Linked DNA regions of Rattus norvegicus: region 2 is linked to region 1. A link is a contact called in public Hi-C data. All regions are on one chromosome and are shown on one strand. The core of a region is the stretch at or near the end of the contact, and the rest is flanking DNA. Distances in the headings are between cores, read along the strand shown. Region 1 has its middle 140 kb from the start of RGD1596092. Region 2 has its middle 27 kb from the start of Cd83.

The links. Hi-C and Micro-C count contacts between places; a contact is called where the count stands out from the background.
Region 2: a Hi-C map of liver shows a contact between it and region 1, with 2.5 times the contacts expected there. The contact joins two enhancer-like sites. A contact is called at or near these places in 3 of 12 Hi-C or Micro-C datasets (kidney, liver and mammary epithelial cells).

The regions. Positions count from the first base shown.
Region 1 is chr17:20,909,958-20,916,051 of GRCr8, reverse strand. No RefSeq gene overlaps it. Among named protein-coding and RNA genes, the nearest start is that of RGD1596092, 140 kb to the right of the region's middle. Within about 2 kb of position 3,146, at least 17 of the 93 cell types and tissues checked have an H3K27ac peak or open chromatin away from gene starts, as enhancers often do. A contact at or near this core is called in liver, where this site is marked.
Region 2 is chr17:21,082,608-21,088,701 of GRCr8, reverse strand. No RefSeq gene overlaps it. Among named protein-coding and RNA genes, the nearest start is that of Cd83, 27 kb to the left of the region's middle. Within about 2 kb of position 3,576, at least 5 of the 93 cell types and tissues checked have an H3K27ac peak or open chromatin away from gene starts, as enhancers often do. A contact at or near this core is called in liver, where this site is marked.

The DNA of each region.
Region 1 (6,094 bases), core at 1,897-4,396:
ACTCCCTGGGCTGAGCATAGACAAACCAAAACGAATCTGTCTATTGAGTACTTAGATCCCAATGCTGTCTGGTATTATTAACAGTCAACCTTGGGAAAAGCAAATGTCAACTTCCATTTGGCCTGACTAGGTTGGGGGGACAGAGCACCCCATGGCCAAAGAGCACCTAGACTCCTATACCAACAGCAGTGTCCACAGACCTCAGTGTGAGAAAGAATACCGAAGACCCTGGGGCCTTTGCTTTGAAGCCTTTAGCATAGCGTTTCTAGAAGAAAGGATTGACCATCTGTCCTCTTCATTTACCTTGTCCTTACGAGGGAAGGAAGTTGGTAAATGAGAATGAAAGCCAGAAGAGTTTGGGTGGATGGAACAAATTAGAAAACCAATGTCAGGGAATAGTCATAGATGCCCAACACAGCTGGAGTCTATGAGAACCATGCAGAGCCTGGGTGTGGGAACGGAGAAACTGAAGAAGCAGAGGGGAGAAGAAGCTGTTAGATGTGAGTGGGAATGGGAAAAAGAAGGGAACGAGAGCAGGGACTTTTGAGCAGCAGTAGGGCAGGTGACCACACATACATCACTGACCTTTGCTCTCTTGGTTTCTAAGTCCCTTGGGAGGCCATGACATGTCCCACACACTCAGGACCATGTCCTTAAGACTGCAGGAACTAGTCCACCAAAGGGCAATGGAGAGAATGGCCTTGTGTCTTTCCTTCTACCCTTCATGCTTTGAGGACTCTGAGCCACCTGTAGGCAGGAAGATGTGGGCTCAGATGGGTCATTCCATTCAGGGGTCTTTGCTATGTTTGGGGTTACAGGCACAAAGTCCCTAGAGGGCCACTGCCTGGCTTCCTGTTTTCCTTGGGTTTTTTACTTGGTAGCAAGTCTCAGCTAACCTACACAGAGAGCTTGTGTGGATTCACAAAAGGTCCCATTCTTGGATGTTTAGAAAAGATATCTCTTGGAAGTGTGTTGGCCTAGCAGACACAAATCCCTGGGTTTGATCCCCACCCCTGCATAAAGCCAGGCACTCAGGAGGTGGAGGTAGCAGGGTTAGAAGTTTATCCTAGGCTACACTGAAGGCCAACCTGGGATGCAAGTGATCTCTATCTCAAAAGAAAGAAAGATGAAAGGCAGGAATCAATCATCAGTCAACCAACCAATCGATCCTGTCCTCTAGGTCCGCCCTCTTAGTCCCTGACTGACCTCAGGGCTGGAGTAGTCCTGGCTAGGGCTCTCATATCTACACACAAACTGTGGGGCTGGAAAGGAGTGGTCTCAAGGAAAGACGGGGAGCAGAGAAGCCAGCCAGGCGAGGGGTCCTCCATGTAGACAGGCAAATCGGATTTTTCTTTGCAATGCAGAGTAAACCACACCAGGTGGTGGTTCTCCGCTTTTAATATCAGGCATTGAATTATTCAAAAGCACTTTGATTGAGAAGCTGGTGTCTGTCCTCTCTCCCTATTAATCAAATGACCAAAGCATAAATTTGCTTTCAGAAGGTAGTTAGAGATGAATTTTATTTCTTAAAAAAAAAAAAGAAAGAAAAAAAAAAGAAAGGAGAAAGATAATGTGCTAGCCGCAAATCCGCACAATGGAATTTCCCAGGAAAGACAGAAGATAATAATAAATAGTTAAACCTTTGTATTGATAATATGCCTATCCACTAGAAGTTCAAAGCTTCTTTCTGTGTTTTTAATGTACCCAGGGCCTTTCAACCTGCCTGGGAGACACAGTGGGCAGGTATTATGATTCTCATCCCATTATCACAAGAACCGGCCAGCACATAGAGATGAAATAAATGCTTACAGAAACTCACATAGAGAATTAGCCCCTGAGCCAGGTTAGAACTCCAGCCTCCTGCTGTCCCTTCCCAGAAAGGTAGGGCTACTCAAAAGTGAAACGGAATAACAAGAAAATTCCAGGATGAAGAACCCAGTCGCTACTTGCAAGGCTGTTTTGGATGAGTCGTCTTGTGTCAGAAAGACTTATACTCTGTTTATCACCCTGCCAACCCCGTCATGGAGGTGCCTGCCCTAACCACACAGGTAGGGGCTACATGGCTTTGGGTGTGTGCTCATTCATAGCAACAACTGTCTCACCAGGAGTCTGTTGTTTCTGGAGAGCTTTACTAAAGCATTTTCTTTAACTTGTCTTTCAAAACATTTATTGCAACCACAGGATGAAAGTCTTGTTTTCCCTTCTGGAGAGAGAGAGAGAGAGAGCTCTGAGAACCCAGTAAAGAGAAAAGCTGCCAGCTGAACCCAGGACCATCAACAAACTCCAAATATAGTATCTTATCCAGTCTTTCCTCACCACTCCTGCTCTTTCTGACCAGCCTTTGTCCCTAGTTGGAATAAACTGTCCCTTTTTCACAGCCTTGGGAATGCATACTCAGAAATGCTACTACCTGGAGCATACTACCTGCTTAGTTCTCAGTATTTTAAATGAAATAGACCAGCCTAGCTAATATCAGAATACAGCACAGACAATAAAGCTAGTTATTGTTCAGGGAAGAAATGTGGTATGCGTGTGTGTGTTCGCCTGCCTGCCTGCCTGCCTGCCTGCCTGCCTGCCTGCCTGCCTGCCTGCCTGCCTGCCTACGGAAATACTTCAGGCTGATCATGTAAACTCTAGTTTGGGTCACAATAGAAAGGTCTGAAATGTACTGACATGAGCTTCGAGACTGGCTTTTCATTCAGCACCTTCCAGTTTACCCTTCTCCTGACTCCCACTTATTTTCAAAAGATGTTCTGCATCTTGAAATAACACCTAGGTGATATCAGTTGTGTTTAAGCTAAAGATTGACAGCAGAACCCGGAAATCTTTCATTCAACTCCACAGGCCTCCTGGGATTTAGTTTACTTTTTGAACCACACTGAGCCTTGGGTTGTTCCTCTTCGCAGTGTCTCTGAGCTCCAGAGTTGATGGGGTCAACCTTAGCTCCCGAGTGGACCCTGTGAGGACAGCAGGGAAAGAGAAAGGCTAAGTCACCAATTACACAAATATTCTACTTGCTGCAGACATGTAACTTGCAGGGGTGGATGCTTTCAAAGGGAGGTGTCAGAAGGATTGGCTCTGATGAGCAGATGTGTGTTTGAGCCAAGCTGGCGAAGAGCTTGAAGCACACCATCAGTGTCCATCAAAGGTTTCTGTGTAAAGCTTGGCGCCTGCTTCTACTGCGGCCAAGGTCAGTGGTACGTGGGGACTATAGGGACTGTTAAAATGAGGGAAAGAAAAAGTTTCAGTGTGGAGAGAAAGGCTGAGTCCTGACATGAGTGGCTGTAAACACACTGCTGTCAGAGACACCACCCCCCACTCCATAGTGCTCCTACAATAAGCAAATGACCAAGACTTTACCAAAGACAGAAAAAGGCAAGGGCAGGCCACAGATACATGGGTGGTTTCACACACACACACACACACACACACACACACACACACACACACACACACCACTTTCCACATCAATCAGCTTGGTCTGTTGCAACAAAATACCATGGACTGGGTGGTTTCAAAAGCAAATATTTATTTTTCAAAGTCTGGAAGCTGGAAAGTTCAAGAGCCGGGAGCTGGCCTGCTGTGGTTCTGGTAGATCCTCTCACCAGTTGCCTCCTTGCCCTGTTCTCCTTTGTTAGGAAGATGACGGATATCATGGCTTATTGGGATTGTGCGGTTGGTTGGTTGGTTGGTTGGTTGGTTGGTTGGTTGGTTGGTTGGTTGATTGGTTGGTTGGGTTTTTACAGTCCTGGGAATAGAACCCAGGCCTTCACACATGTTTACAAATGTTCTACCACTAACATTCCCAGCCTCATACATCTTTCCTTAAAAGGACATAAAAATCCTATTCCATTAGCACCCGACCCTTGTCAACTCTTTTGATCTCGATACTCCCCTAAATGTCCTACTCAAAATACACCTAAGTTGAAATGTAAGGACTTCAACCTAGCAATCGGAGAGAGCATATTAAGACTGTAGCATAGACACTCAAGTCACAGTGATTCCATGGCCCTTCATTTACACCAGCCAAAGACTCTAGGACCTGGCCTGGTGCACATTGGTATTTGTCGTGGGGAAGAAAGTAGTCATGAAAGTTAAAATCATCTCTGTCCACAGAGCGGGGAAGAGTGTAATGTGTGAACTGCCTGGGCCTGTATTGCTTTCCCCTCCAGAGCTTTTATTTTCCCCAGGACTAAGAAGGAAAAAAACCAAGCAGCAACTTCACACGACATCCATAACATCTTAGAAGGGAAGGATCCCAGGGGCCTTTCAGTTTCCAACCCCTACATTTCGTGAGTGCTTGAATTTTTAACCCATAGCATATACGTCTTTGTGATTTTTAAAAAGTCACACTTTATAAAAACAGCATAGAAAACACTCTCTAAAAACACACATAGTAACAGCATAAGAAAATTTACTGAGTAAACACACAGAGGTGACGAAAGCTCTTGGCTCACACCCTCTAAAGCGCTATCAGACGGTGGTATTTAGAAAGACATGCCGCTAAGGGGTTCCTGTTTTGTTCTAGCCCATAATTTCGTGGAAGATTAAAAAGACAGATTTTCTATAATGAATCCCAAATAATATATTTTAAGCTTGGGATAAAAATCACATGGATTTCCTACTCAAGTTGGACATGATCCAGAAACGTCTAGAACCTTCCAGTGTTCTAGAAAACTTCTGAAAAGTCCCAGGGTGACTTGTTGTCTGGTTATGCCAGGGTTTCCCCATCTGACTCCCCTCAGAGCCTCACCAGGCAGCTGAAATCTGTGGCCACTCTCAACCGCATCCTAGAGAACAAATAAAGAGCCCTTTCAGTTGAGAAAGCCATTCACAGACGCCAGGGTGGAAACCACAGCCCTGGAACGATGAAAAGGCTTTATGAGAGCCCTGGTGTGGGGAGTGGGAGGCTGCTAGGCCAACGCTTTATTAAACCGTAGCTCTTCCCCACTGCCACCTCATTATTGCCAGCGCTATTGTTAGTCTGAATGAAGAGCCCACCGGGCTGAGGGGAGAGTTTTAAAAAGGAGAGATGAGTCCAAGACAGGGGAGGAATGCCTCCCCCCACCAATACACAGAGGAGCGTATAACCTGTCATAGAAAGCACGGGCATTATAAAGAATCACAGGCACCGAGTGCTGGGAAACGGGGGGCACTGGAACATTCCCAGCTGCATGTATGTCTGCAAACTGGGCTCCCTTATGGGTTATGAGGAACAATAGGGCACTGACCCCAGGGGCACCTGAGAGGCACCATTCCTGTAGATGCTCCTCTGTCCATGGCTGTTGGCTCTTTCTAGCAAAGACGCCACGAGCAGCCCAAGGCAGCAGCCTGGATCCAAAAATGGTCTGTGAACCCTCCTCCAGCCAGAAAGGCAGAGACCTGTTCAAGTTCAGCCTCCTAGGATGGGTAAAGGACCTCGAAGGGCATTTTAAAAAAATGTGAAATGAGTGTCTGCCAACCTACCTCCCTGCCTTCATCCCTCCCCAAACCCACAGTGTGTGTGTGTGTGTGTGTGTGTGTGTGTGTGTGTGTGGTATATGTGTGTATGTGTGTGTATGTGTGTATGTGTGTGTGTGGTGTGTGTGTGTGGTGTATGTGTGTATGTGTGTATGTGTGTATGTGTGTGTGTGTGGTGTGTGTATGTGTATGTGTGTGTGTGTGGTGTGTGTATGTGTGTGTGTATGTGTATGTGTGTGTATGTGTGGTATATGTGTGTGTATGTGTGTGTATGTGTGTGTGTGGTGTGTGTGGTGTGTGTGTGTGTGGTATATGTGTGTATGTGTGTGTATGTGTGTATGTGTGTGTGTGGTGTGTGTGTGGTGTATGTGTGTATGTGTGTGTGGTGTGTGTGTGTGGTGTGTGTGTATGTGTGTATGTGTGTGTGGTGTGTGTATGTGTATGTGTGTGTGTGGTGTATGTGTGTATGTGTGTGTGTGTATGTGTATGTGTGTGTGTGGTATATGTGTGTATGTGTGTGTGTATGTGTGTATGTGTGTGTGTGGTGTGTGTGTGTGGTGTATGTGTGTATGTGTGTATGTGTGTGTGTGTGTGGTGTGTGTGGTGTGTGTGTGGGGGGGTATATGTGTGTATG
Region 2 (6,094 bases), core at 2,327-4,826, 170 kb before region 1:
GACCACTGCATTGTGGGTGACGACTCACAATTTGCAGTTAGCCTCACTGCCGAGACCTTTCTCTCAGCCATTGTTTCTTGCTGCTATAATCTTGCGGGAGGGGCTTGTGAATTCTGTGATTTTTATGAGCTTTTATAATCTTGTCAATTTGCTCCCTGAGTCTTATGAGCTCCCCCCACCCCCTCCCCATCCCAGGAGAGAATGTTCAAATTCAGGGAAACAGACATACAAGAGTTGGCTTTGATTTCCGCATACATGTCCAGAACTGCTAGGTGGAATAGTATTCCATCTTGAATATAGGTGCATCAAACTATGTCCTCCAAAGAGGGTCTACTGAAGTCTTCCCCTCTGGTACCTATTCACACAACCTACTCTGGAGGTAAGGTCTTTGAAAATGTAATGCCCGTGAGATGCTAGTGCTTAGGTCGATGTCCATATAAAAGAGGGGGAATTTGGGCACAGGCACAGGTAGTCACACAGAAAAAAGAAAGGCCCGGGGTTGAGGATTTAGCTCAGTGGTAGAGTGCTTGCCTACCAAGCGCAAGGCCCTGGGTTCAGTCCTCAGCTCTGAAAAAAAAAATTAAAAAAAATTAGAAAGGCCCAGTGAGGTCAGAGGTAACACTGCCCGTGATGCATCCACGAAGCCTGTGAATGTCAAGGATTGCTGGCAACACCAGAAGCAGGGAGAGGAGCCTAGAGGTGGTCCTGCCTAAGTGACTTCAGGGGCAGCATGGCTCCATTGTACCAGACTTCTGGCTCCCAGATCTGAGTATCTTTTTGTTGTTGTTGTTGTTGTTGTTGTTGTTTTAAGCTGACCATCCTGTGGCCTTTTGTTCTGGAAGCTGCAGAAAAGAGCTTAATGACTTAAATGAGGAGGCCTTCAAATCCAGGGTGGTTAAAACATCTTGCATTTGAAAACATATCCTGCTATCCAATAACCAGGGGAAAGCTTCCTGAGGGACAGGGCCTGGGTATGGTTTTAAATGGATGACTGCTTCAGTCCTGGGATGCTCCAGCTGATGGCAAGGACAGGTGGGCAGAATGCACTGGAACATGGTGGCCCATGGTGGGGACAGGCTTCACCGTACTCCTGTGGCATGGGAGATACGGGGTACACAGATGTCTCTACACAGATGAAGATTTATACATCCTTTTAAAAGATGTATCTTTATGTGTGTCTGTGCGTATTGTACGTTAGGTGTCTGTGGAGGCCAGAAGAAGGCATTGGGTGGGTCCCTTGGTGTTGGAATTACAGGAAATTGTGAGCCACCAGAAGTGGGGTTTAGAAACAAGAACTAATATTCTCTGGAAGGGCAGCAAGCATTCTTAACCACTGATTCATCTCTTGAGCCCTTGGCTTTTTAATTAATTAATTAATTAATTAATTTTAAATTTATATGAGTACACTGCAGCTGTCTTCAGACACACACCAGAAGACAGCATCAGATCCCATTACAGATGGTTGTGAGGCACCATGTGGTTGCTGGGAATTGAACTCAGGACCTCTGGAAGAGCAGTCAGGGCTCTTAACCACTGAGCCATCTCTCCAGCCCGAGCCCTTGTTTTTTTTTTTTTTTATGTTTTATTTTTTAATCTTACTTTAGTAGTGTGTTGAGTTGCCGTTGTATAGATGCCTTCAATACATTCTATTTCTTCATACCTAAAGTTGACATTGTTTAAAAAAAAATCAAAATATGTACCCAGAAGCCATTGCTGCTGGATCAAGGGTAGCAAAAGGGGAAAAATCTGTTGAAAGTTAAGACGGAAACTCTGGAAATACCATTATTCTGTCGTGAGTGAGGTTGTAGGCACTCAGGGCGGGAAGTCATCTGTTGTATTCATCTTTCATCTTCCTCTCTTCAGACTCTTTCTTTTAAAAATACAAGCAATCCCAGCAGGGGTAACACATAAATCAATACAACGTGGGCAGGATACATTACTGTCTGAAAAAGAAATTGCACCGGAGTCAGACAGATGTGCGCTGGATCCTAGGCTCCATCACTCACCAGTTCAGTCATATTAAACAAATCGCTTGGACTCTTGGTGTCTCAATCTGCTCATTTGTTAGGTGGGCGCTGGTAACCTCGCTTGAATTTTAAGTAAAAGGCTGGTATAAGGAACACGCTAAATCGCCAGCTTCATTTTCTTGTGCATGTGGTTTCCTTCTCTCAGAGGCTCGCAAGATGCTTGACGTAGGACAAGCACTCTGGGGTGCATGCAGAGAGTGGTACGTGGAGGCCGTCCAATGGAAGAGGTTTCAGAATGGGCCTGCTATCACACTACAGACTATGGAGAAACTATTTTCTTCTCTGTATGGTTTCAGCAAGTTCCACTCCTGGCAGCTTCCTTCTGGTCCTTTCTAGGTCCCTGGAGCTGCTAGGATTCAGGGTTCTAGCTTCTAGTAGCTGACCAGCAGTGGGTAATGGTGATAGTGCCTTCTCTGCTTTTCCTTTCTATAGAGGGTCACCTCATAGAGAAACAGAGGAGTCCGATGTGAGGAGCAGCAAGCTGCAGCCCAGGTTGCTGGTGGAGCGGACTCTCTGCAGGCCGCGAGCCCATACGTACACAGAAAGGAAGCAGATATCATTCCATGCATAAGCCCAGGCAGCTCTTCTTTCTAATGGTCTCAGGTCTTTGTTGTTGCTGCTGCTGCTGCTCCTGCTTTGTTGTTTGTGTTTTTGGTTTGTCTGCATTTGAATGGAGGGTCTCATACACACCAGGTAAAGTGCTCTGCCTCTAAGATAGTTTCGGAACCTGTACAGATACCAACAAGTCTCTACTGTGACTTTATTTTTCCAGGCTTTCCGTGGCCAGAGCATTTGACGAACCACCTTGGTTAATCACCTTTAATACTACATTTTTCCCTCACCCCCAAATAAAGGTGGGATCCCACACAGCGACTCAGTGCTTAATGGGTTCTTTCCTGCCCCTGGCTGCTCCTGCATGTCTGTGTTTTGGCTAGGCTAGGTGTCTGAAGACCTGCCTCTGACTTCCCAGTCTCTGACTGGACGACCAACGGCTGACAGCCACTGTACTGGCTGCTTCTGAGTCTGATCTGGCCAACAGAAGCTCCCCAGTAATAAGTTAACGCCTGGAGAATTCTGGGAACTGAACTGCTTTCTGCCACCCCAATGGTGCTTTCAGAAATACCTTGTTTTTCCTCACCAATGAGCTAAAATCTATGGCGGTACCCAGCCAGGTTCCTGCTTCTCCAAGAAGCCACCATGCTCATGTGGGGTCCCCAGGCGGAAGGAGATGTCTCTCTCTTCTTCTAGAGTCCTCAAGAGTATTCTTTTTTCCAGGAATTCAATACGAGGGTCTCACACATGCCATGTAAGCACTCCACCACTGATCTATAGCACCAGCCCTCTTTATATTTTTTAATTTTGAGATGGGATCTCATTAAATTGCTCAGGCTGGCTTTGAACTAATTTTGTAGCCCAGACTGGCTTTCCTAAGCCTCTTGTCTTATTCTGAGTAATGGTACTTAACCGAAATGCCACCAGACTCATAAGAGCCCAACTCTTGATTCAGCCTCTCAACCATGACCAGGCAAAGTCACACAAAGAGCCAGGAAGTGCTGAAGTGGGAGGAGTTAAGCAAGCACTTTCTCTTGGACCAGCCTAAGGCGCATAGGAAATCCCCCCCTCATTCTACAAACATCCTGTATGTCACACACCACACACACATGCACAGAGCTTGGCAGCGAAGCTTACCGTTAATGCTCATTAAGACCATAACAGTTCAGACAAGGTGCTGCTGGCAGAATGCATGCCCAAGCAGGACACTGCCAGCAGATGCCAATGCCTGCCTGTGGTCTGCACAGCCAGGAGAATGTTGTAGAGAAGCAGTTTATATAAATGTCTCCCCTTTTGCTCTCAGGTTTCCCCTTTCACCTACGGTTTACTGTGGCTTTGGTATTCCCATTGCAATGTTCCTCTCCTCCATTGCTCTATGAAGAATGTCTCTCTGATTATTATTTAGGATGGCAAAATGCAGCCTCGGGTCTTCTATCCCCTGCACTTCTTTCCTAGTGCCAGCAAATGAGTCCTGGGCTTAGCTGAAACAAACAAACAATCAAACAAACAAACAACAACAAAACCCTCAAACCCAACCAAGTGTCCAACAACAACAAACAAAATTCTACCTTATTTTTTCACTCAGGTACCCAGAACCCCTGATGATCTCAGCTCAGAGCCCATGAGTACATTCCCTCAGGCTCCTGCCACCTTTCCAGAGAAGGCACTGGACCAGCCTTGCTGAGTTTCCTTCAGCGTCGACACTCACTTCCTTGGTATGGTTTAGAGTCTCAAGTGACTGACTAGGATATCGTAGTGAGGGCGGCTTGGGCGGCTTAGATGCAGGTCCAGGAGGATGGAGGAGAGAGAGAAGCTCACTGGCCAGCTTCAGTTCTGCCGACTTGGAGACAATGCTATACTCCGGCTGCCGAAGTCCGGAACCTAAATGTAGAGCCAGGATCCCTACTCTGGTCTGCAGCTCCGTGTGGTTTCTGAATCCTGGTACTTCCCTTCAGACCCTGTTCTGTGAGTGTTCTAGGGAGGAAGAAGCTCGTCTATCTTCTATAGAACAGGCCTGGCTGTCTTACATGCCTTGTTTTTTTGTTCCCATACATGTGGTTTCCAATCAAATACAATATCCAAGACAACAGAAACGGCCTGCGTCCACCTATGACCAGAGGGAAGGCAGGGCCGCAGTACCTACTGGCCGGATCCCCAGGCTCAGTGTGCGCCTGCTGTAGACCACGATGGCCTGAACCCGATGTCCTTGGCAAGGAAGGACAGAGGCAAAATGGCCGCCAGGCCCAGGAGCTTCCCCATGAGAGGGCCTGAATTATGTCTCTTTGGTAAATCTGATCCATGTAGCAAGCCCTTGGGGACCACTAACCTGTTCTGACAAATGACCTTGAGAGAATTAGAGTAGTAATATTTTCAGCTGGTTGGAGTCGGTCTTGGCCGAATTCTCCAGAGCTTTTGGTGTTAACATGAGCCGGTGGCTCCGCAGTGCCCGTGTGCGTGTTTGCCTCGGTCCCTGGACTGTTTAGCGTGATTGTCCTCCGGCTGGTACAACCACGTCTCTCTCTCTTCCCTGGTGGGAGCTTGTCTCTGCGCCTTCCCCCTCCCTTCTCTGGAAGTGCAGTGAAGCAATGCGGACAAGGATCTTGTTCCAAGCCCATTGAGCAAGTGCTCACATTTAGTGACCTTCTGCACCAGTAATTCTGTCCTCTGGGGATCGAAATTGATTTTTCTCCTTTCTGTATTTGAGCACAACCGGAGCGCACAGCCCTGTTACAAATGCCCATCTCAGGTGTGTATTTAAAGGTGAACAGTGTGACTCTTAAGAAAGATGAGAAAAGTTGTTTTAAGGATGCCCTTGATAACCTTGGCAAATGGACAAGAAATGGGCTTCAGTCTTCTCAGTGGCTTTTAATTTCCCCTTGCGATTTTTGGGTAAGGGTGTAAGTGTGAGTGTATGTGTATATATAGCGTGTGTGTATTGGAATAATTTCTAGTGAATATATGCAGATCTGTCCAAGTTCTTCCCCGGGAGCCTTGGGCAACCTAAGATTTAAAAGGGTATCCCAAAAAGTCATGACTTGAGGGGAAAATATTTTAATGTTATATATTTTAATTAAATTTACTTATTTGCATTTTTATATGTGTGTGGGCTCGTGGCAAGTTGTGTACTAGAAGACAACTGTGGGAGTCAGTTCTCCTCTTCCACCATGCTGGGCCTGGGATTGAACTCTGTTCATCAAGCTTGGTAACAAAGGGCATTACACCATCTCACAGGCTACACTGTCATATTTTTTAAAACATAAAAATCAGATTCCAAAGATTCATGAGGAATACTAAGATTATAAATTAATAAGCAATCACCATCATCATCATCTTTATGATTATTATGTTTTGTTTGTTGTTTGTTTTTGCTTCGGGATCCAGTGTGAAACATGACGCTCACTTCATTGTATGATATATTATGATCAGTTCATGGTAGGTTTTTAACATGTGTTTTTTGTCTGGGGTGTTGCAGGACAGTAGTATTGGTCATGATAGTTGAGTTTATGGGCTTCCTA